Regions from separate parts of the Sus scrofa genome. Here all the other regions are linked to region 1. Evidence: chromatin contacts called from public HiChIP or PLAC-seq data. All regions are on one chromosome and are shown on one strand. The core of a region is the stretch at or near the end of the contact, and the rest is flanking DNA. Distances in the headings are between cores, read along the strand shown. Region 1 has its middle 49 kb from the start of NEUROD1. Region 2 has its middle 35 kb from the start of PPP1R1C. Region 3 overlaps SSFA2 (sperm-specific antigen 2).

Region 1 (2,623 bases), core at 82-2,581:
CCAACAGTGTTCCAGGTATGGTGCTAAGTTCTAGGGATAACAACATATCCTAGAAATTGTTCTCCCAGAAGGGAGAGTATCATTGATAGAAGGAACTCAAAACTGCGAGGCTGAAGGAGGTATGAATTGAAGAAGAATGAAAAATTAGATTCCTTTCTAAGAAATAATGTAAAGTCATTTCAGTATATAGACTAAAGTATCTGACTGCACCCTTATGAGCTATTCCTGGAAATGCTGTTTTCATTCTTAGGCTAAGCATCATAAACTGAAAACCAACCAAACAAAAATGACTAAGGCGATGATGAGTTTGAATGACTAATGGGAGAAATTTAAGGGAAGCTAAATATGAGCCATCTGACTCTATAGACTAAATGAGGTCTAAAAATAGAACACTGATGAGGGGGTTGGCATTGTTTTCCAGAGCCATAGAGATAACCATGGGAGTGAGCAGTAAGAGGAGTTAGGAAAACATACACAGTATCAGAAAAAAACTTCCTGTCAGAGAACACCATTAGCTTAATACCATCACTCCGGGGAAGATGTCAGACTTTCCACTTGTTGATCTGTTGGGAACCCACTGACTGAAACTCTGGGGTGTATATTTTGTATTGTTAGTTACCTAGGACAATGGACTGGTGACACCTCTTGGCCTCTGATCTACACTGTGCCAATGCTAAGGAGAGGAGTGAAAAATCACACAGAGAAGGGGTCAAGGGAAATCAAGCATGTTCTTACTGTAATGTGGACACAGATGATGGAATTTTTTAAAATAACATACTACCCAATTAACTGCCCCCCCCCATTCACATGTTCTTTCTCTCCCATTTGGGAGACAACTGAATTCTAGCCCTTAATGCCATTAACTAGACATAATACAGACATGTTGTTTAAAACAAGAAGAAAAAGAAGTCACACTTGCCATGTAAAACAATTCAAATTCCTGGTTCTCTTTCTCCTGTCCTGAAATAAGGAAATAATGCAGAAAAAGTCACCTGGCCTAAGTGAGTTAGTTCAAGAGCACTCCGTCTGTCGGATTTTCTCAGACTTGTCCTCAGCCTCAAGTTCTGTGACAGTGACTTCCACAGAATCAAAATGTCTCCTGATCTTGTCGGATAGGTAAAAACTCTCAATCAGCCCATACTTGCCTCTAATCTAACCATGGCAGAGAGGCATAGACATTAATTATCTTCTGTTGCATTTTTTAAAGGGCAGGAAACAAAAAAAGCTCTGTTGCTTCAACAACTGCCCTTTGGTTCTATGACTAGGCACCTTTGCTTGGCTTCCATTCTCAGCCTTGGGATTAGAGCCCAGTTGTGTTATTCTCATAACTTCTGCTTTGTGGTTTGGACCTTGGCTCTTTTTGTTGCTTATGTGACTTCCGACTTTAACCATCTGCCTTGTTCCTAGATTGACAACTGGCTCCACTTGTTTTTGGTTTCCTGATATGTTTTCCCCTCTCCTAGACTATGACCCTGATGTTTATTCATGGAACTTTTCCCTCATCTTTGTTTTGATTTGTGGGGTAATTAAAAAAAAAATCGTTTCATGCTTAATCTGATCAGCTCTGCTGGAAAAACATCTCTTTCTGGTTTTCAGACCTGTACCTCAGTATTTATCATGTGAAAACCCCATATTTATTTCTTCATTCTAAGTGTAAAGGAATCATTATGATAACAATAATATCTTTGTGGAAGTAACATAAAATAGTTTAAATTATCCTTTAAGCCATATGCTATTAGTTACTATTAGTCACTTTTATAAGTAAAGGGCTTTTTTTTTTCTTTTACTACTTATACTTTTTTTTTTTTCAAAGAATTGAGGTAGTGGGATTTTTTGGTTTACTGTGAGCGGTGGTTAGAAATATAGGTTCTAGAATAACCATGTAACTGATATATCCAATTGGTTTACTACAGCATTACCCAGCATAACTTATTATGTATACTCTATAATTTTCTTGCATAAGTAAATTATTGTTATTTCTTTTAAGTAAAGCTACATTCGCATTTTTCCTCCCTCCATAATTTAGAAATTTTGATCAACAGACAGGTAAATAAATGGTCTTTCTTGATGAGTTATAATTAAAGTAACAAACATTTACTTATGTCAGGAAATAGATTGCCTTAAAGTATACCTATGAATATGCCTCAAGAGGACTCATGTGACTTCAATAGCAGAAAGTACTTATAATAGAAAATTGCAATTCTAAACTCTGGTGAGGTACAACCTCTATGGCTCCCACATTTACTAAAACTATCCCACGGCCTATAGAAATTCTCTGGATTTTAGAAATATCAATTAATTCTACTCCTTTTCAGCTGCTTCCAAAGAGCAAGTTGACAAGAACAGCATTAGTTAACATGATTGCCTAATTTCTTCTTGGTAATCTGCCGTAATTGTCAGAGCATATGACTAGGGTACAGAAGCTGTAATGACTTGTCAATCCATGTATGCTCTCCCTACCCCCATAAATTTGTGACATAGGTTTCCAGACCATGTGGACTTTGGAATTCTACATAATCCAGCAATTTTGCACCCAGGGTATGAACCATAGATCAGAGGTCAGCCTAATCATTTGGAACTTCAGGGAACCAAAAAGAAAACTTCTCACCTCTAAATCATCATG
Region 2 (2,623 bases), core at 58-2,557, 200 kb before region 1:
AGATTAGTAGTTGCCTAGGATGGTAGTGGGTTGGGGAGGAACAGAAAGTGACTGCTGAGGGGTACTGGATGTTTGGGGAAATAATGAAAATAAAATTAATTGTGATGATGGTTACATAACTCCTTGAAAGTATTAAAACCCATGGAATCATACACATTAAATAGGTGAATTGTATGTAAAATATATTTTAGTAAAGTTGGCATATACACACACATAAAGGTGTGTACTATGTAAAGTGGAGGCATAGGCAACAGTGATCTCTACTTGGTGGATCACAGAAGGCTTCTTGGAGGAAGAGATGCTTAAAGTGGATGGCACTGGTGAAAAAGGAAAGGACTTCCAAGCAGAGAGAACAAAACATGCAAATACAGGGAAGGGTGGAGCAGCATGGTTGAATATGGCTAGAGCCCAGCTGCACACTGAGGCTTTCAACAAATGAGACTTGGAGATATAAAAAGGGATGCATTTGGACTTCAAAACAATGGGGAGTCTTTGGAAGGCTTTGAACAATTGGGCAAAGGTGATGGAATCATATTTGTGTTCAGAATAATAATTCTAACAATGTAGAAGAATATGGACTACAGATGAACTACTATAACTCAAGTGAATATAACTCAGGCAAGAACTAAGAGGGTTTGAACAAAGATAGTAGTAGTGGAGGTGGTTAGATATGGAAGAGACGTTCAGGACTTATTGTAAAGAAGCAAGTTACCTAGCAAAAAAAAGCAATATTTGCTAAGCAAAACTAGAACTTAATGGGGCTTTTACTTTGCTAGTCAACAAAGGGGGGAAAAAATGGCTAATGTTTCAAATGACATAATCTTTGCATGCAATACGTCCTTGAAGGGAAAGAGATGACATATGCACAATGCATAAATGTATTTTTATATGCTTAGAGTCTTCTGTAAAGTTCAGCTCAAGTATATAAAATTTTTCACACATGCCTCCTCAAAGAGAAGCCAAATACACATTTTAATAACTACATACCCACCAAACCAGGGGCTAATTTTAGATATTGGCAAGTCCTTTTTAAGAGTTATTTTTGCAAATTAACATCTTCATTAATTAGCAGTCCCATAATTTTTGAGAAATAACTGTTAGGTTTTGTACCAGCAGCCATAAAAAGTGGACTGGGAAAGTGTACTTGCTGCATATGGGATGTTTTTCTAGCAATGTGCCAGAATATTTTGGAGAGCTCTAAATGTTCCTTGTTTGAAGATGAAACCAGGAAGTTGGCAGTGACTATCACTTCTCGAAAGTGCCTTTTCTTTTCCTTGCCTGTAATGAGATCTCAAGGTCATGAACTACTGATGTCTATACTTCCTGATTTTCAATCTCTATGACACACAAGTCATGGCTAGGCAAGTATTATGCTCTGAGCAATCCTCATCACCAAGAGCTCTAAATTCTTCTCTCCAGAGAAATATGCTGACTGTCTCATTGTAGTGGATTTTAAAAATTGTTGGAGTTATTTGCAGTTTCTACCAGTCGAATACTTAATTCAGCTTTAGATTGTACGACTTTCAGAATTACATCAGTTTGAAAACCACTTGACTTGTTACATACCAATTTAAACTCTAATATTATGAATAGTAGAACCTCTCAAAAGTAAATAAATATAAAATGATCTGGATATAGTATTTTATTTTAATATTTCAATGTTAATAATAAATTAGCATAATTTGTAACTTTTTCTCAACTTGTTAAAACCCATACCCTACCAGTTTGGAAGATTTTGAGAGGCTATGTTTTAAAAGGCTAGTATTTCAAAGGAATATTTCTCCAGACATAAAATTATAAAATTGAATAAAAACAACATGCCCGTGCATATGTGCATAAACATACCTACACGTGCAATACATATTCTGATAATTGCCTTTGCTTACCTGAGAATCTCTGTGCTCAGAGGATTTTTAAAAGCTCAACTCAGTGGTTCATCAATTCATTTTAAAAAAATAAGAAAGAGAAAAGAAATAGGATTGTACTAAGACAGTATTGTTGTCAAGGGCATTCTTCTAAAAAACAATAAATGGCAACAAATAGCCAAAACCAAGGATTCCAGTTTGAAACCCCAAATCCTATAAATAGATGATACAGGGTAAATAATCTCATCCTTAGCAAATATCTTAATTAATCATTTACTGTGGTGCCAATTAAGTGTATTATAAACAATAGAAAAGATAAAAGTCTGACAAATGTCCTTCATGTTGAGCTTTTCCTGAATGAAATAAAGCTTAAGCAGGACAAATCACATAATTGTGATTGTGGTTTATTTAACATAAAGTTGGAATGTCAGCAACTGTATTTTCACTCATACTGGACTTGGATAATACAGTATATCATCTTGATATTTTAATACAGTGCTGTGTATTTTTACTTTTTCTTCTGTTATTACTACCTCTTGCTAATAGCTAATATTTATTGAGCTCTTCCCATATGCTAGACAATATCCTAAATGTCCTTATGTTATTACGTACACCTTATTAATCTCCCCCAATACTCCAAAAAGGAAGGTGCTTTTGTTTTGTTTTGTTTTAGGACATCGAGACTAAAACAAGAAAGTGTCAGAGCTAAGCCTGGAGCTAATATCTTTCTGCCTCTAGACAGGGCCTCCTAATGCTTA
Region 3 (2,623 bases), core at 40-2,539, 160 kb before region 1:
ACTTTAATAAATAAGTATCTTCATTATACTACCTTCAAGATGCTACTCTATGGCCAAAAAATAAAAATCTCCCTCTCTCCTGCCACTACAAACTCCAGAATTAAGTGAAAGAAGGCCCTTAAAAGGGAGTTGAGTGGATCATATTTTACTACAAAACTACTAAGGTTAGGGTCCTTCTTCCTACTTACTCAGCAAAATCATCAATCACTTGCTGAAGACAGAAACAGACTTGCCAGTGATAATGGTTGAATTTCATAGCTTATCATGTTCCATTATTGGTTAAAGTTGTGCAGAGAAAAGCAGTCAAATTCAAGATGAGGGGCACCACAGAAATTATAATGCAAACATAGAACTTAGATTTTCCTATTCCATGGTTTCAAATTCTCAGTGGGATGCTGGTCATTTGCTACAGGATTGGTCTTTTATTAACTATAGCTAAATATTGATAATCGAATTGAGTGATGAATAATGGGTTTTCATCATACTACTTAATCTTTTGGTAAGTTTGAAACTTTTCATAATAAAAATTACAAAAACAAAGCAAAACAAAACAAAAACACGAAAAACCCACTAAATCAAAATAATAAAATCACTTGGTCTCAATGTCTTTAAGAATTTAAAGCTTTAAGAAAACAACTTTAGAATAACCCACACATTTGAGTTACTACATTTTAAAAATGTTTTAATCAAAGATTTTACCTTTTTTCTTTCTCTTTTTCAACCTTACCCAAGGAATACGAAGTTCCAGGACTGGGATCAAATCAGAACCGCATCTGCAGCCTACACCACAGCTGTGGCAATGCCAGATCCTTAACCCACTGCAATGGGCTGGGGAATGAACCTCAGCCCAGGGCCAGAAATCAGCAATGCCAGAGATAAGCTGGATCACTAACCTACTGCACCACAGTGGGAACTTCAAGATTTTACCTTTTTTAGTCAATGTCTTGTTACCACAGCAGACACCTAATTTGGCTCTTTAAACATCTGTCACATTTATTCTAAAACACATCTTTGAGGCACAATACTATTGTACTGTGTTTTTTATACAGCAGCAATATGTAGAATGTTCTAACTCAAGTAACTCTCCTCTAAGGTTTAAAGAGAACCATATAGCAGAAAACCCAAACTGGAACTTCAGAAATTACTCTTCTGCCTCATTTTAAATGATACCTCATAACAATTCAAGGAAAGCATTAATTTTCCAAAAATAGGCACGGAGCTATGCATCAGATGACCTGAGTTCTTGTGCAATGTCTGACCCTATCAACCAGTCTGATCTTGACCAAGTTATATGTTGTAGTCAAAAGGAGCTGGTTTGTACAAAGACTCAAAGTCAAGTCTTACTCGTACCACTTAGTGGCTGAATGGCTTCAGACAATTATCTGAATTATTGGTGATAATTATCTCAGTTTTCTTAACTGAAAAATAAAGTTTGGAGCTCCTACCTCACATGTCCTTAGGATGACCAAGTGTGACCGTAAGCAATGTATTTTTTGGTAAAGTGGTGAAGATTTACAACAGATCTCCCTCTGCATCTCCAGAACTCCATACCCTGACAGCCCCTGGGTAAGGCACTGATACTAAAGGGCATTGCATCCCTCGGAAAGACGATGGAGAGCCACTGCTGCCAAGCAATTTGAAATACTGGAGGGAAATGCTTCCTTATCCATAAAAGGAAAAAGCTGGAAAGTGAATTCAAAAATCCTTCTATGCTAGCTTATAATTGTATAATTAGTTGAAAAATTTCATTTTTAAAAAACTTTCAAGTTGTATATACACACACACATATATATATGGTTTACTTTTACTGTCAGGTGAAAACCAAAAAAGTTAACATTCTCTTAGATAAATATCGAATAACAAAACTTAGTGGTTAATTGGGATTTAAAACAACAGACGTCAGTGTGTATGTCATGTTCAAGTTCCTATTCAACTACAGACATGTTATTTGCCTTCAAAATACATACAGTCAAATTTGAAAGGCCAAAGAAACAACTTAACTGTCAGGTGTCTGACTGATTTGTAATTACTTTAACCAAGGCTAGTAAATCTAATAAAAAGAATCCCAAAACTTAATGGCTAAAAATAAGTAATGAAGGACATTAGTTAGATCAACAATATGTATAAAGAAAGGATCAGAAACACCTTCTAAAATTTGAGCAGCTTAAAAAATTGTATATAATGCCAATAATATTTATATTTAAATGTAAACCTATTTATAGAGTAAAGAGACACAGGACAGGAGTTCCCATCGTGGCTCAGCAGTAACAAACCAACTAGTTAGTATCCATGAGGACATGGGCTGGATCCCTGGCTTAGCTCAGTGGGTTAAGAATCCGACATTGCTGTTAGCTGTGGTGTAGGCTGGCAGCTACAGCTCCAATTCCACCCCTAGCCTGGGAACCTCCATATGCCATGGGTGCGGCCCTAAAAGACAAAAAAGAGAGAGACAAAGGACAACTTGTTTATAGAAATACACAGATAAAGTTCTCTTTCCTCTAAAGTATGAGAAATTTTTCATTTATTAAAAGATGAGCAACTGCTCACGGTGCAGAATCATTCTGGTTTAACTATGAGTTGTTCATACTACTTATCTATGGTTCTAGAGAGACATCATGATGTA

What was found. HiChIP or PLAC-seq counts read pairs in DNA pulled down with a chosen protein or histone mark.
Region 2: an H3K27ac HiChIP or PLAC-seq map of alveolar macrophages shows a contact between it and region 1. The contact joins two enhancer-like sites.
Region 3: a contact with region 1 is called in an H3K27ac HiChIP or PLAC-seq map of alveolar macrophages. The contact joins two enhancer-like sites. A contact is called at or near these places in 18 of 47 Hi-C or Micro-C datasets (alveolar macrophages, blood, brain and 11 more) and 1 of 2 datasets of contacts at active chromatin or transcription factors (alveolar macrophages).

Annotation. Positions count from the first base shown.
Region 1 is chr15:87,228,024-87,230,646 of Sscrofa11.1, reverse strand. No RefSeq gene overlaps it. Among named protein-coding and RNA genes, the nearest start is that of NEUROD1, 49 kb to the right of the region's middle. Within about 2 kb of position 1,331, at least 10 of the 83 cell types and tissues checked have an H3K27ac peak or open chromatin away from gene starts, as enhancers often do. A contact at or near this core is called in alveolar macrophages, where this site is marked.
Region 2 is chr15:87,429,030-87,431,652 of Sscrofa11.1, reverse strand. No RefSeq gene overlaps it. Among named protein-coding and RNA genes, the nearest start is that of PPP1R1C, 35 kb to the left of the region's middle. Within about 2 kb of position 1,307, at least 4 of the 83 cell types and tissues checked have an H3K27ac peak or open chromatin away from gene starts, as enhancers often do. A contact at or near this core is called in alveolar macrophages, where this site is marked.
Region 3 is chr15:87,392,142-87,394,764 of Sscrofa11.1, reverse strand. The region is part of intron 10 of SSFA2 (sperm-specific antigen 2); the gene reads right to left. Among named protein-coding and RNA genes, the nearest start is that of SSFA2, 67 kb to the right of the region's middle. Within about 2 kb of position 1,289, at least 1 of the 83 cell types and tissues checked has an H3K27ac peak or open chromatin away from gene starts, as enhancers often do. A contact at or near this core is called in alveolar macrophages, where this site is marked.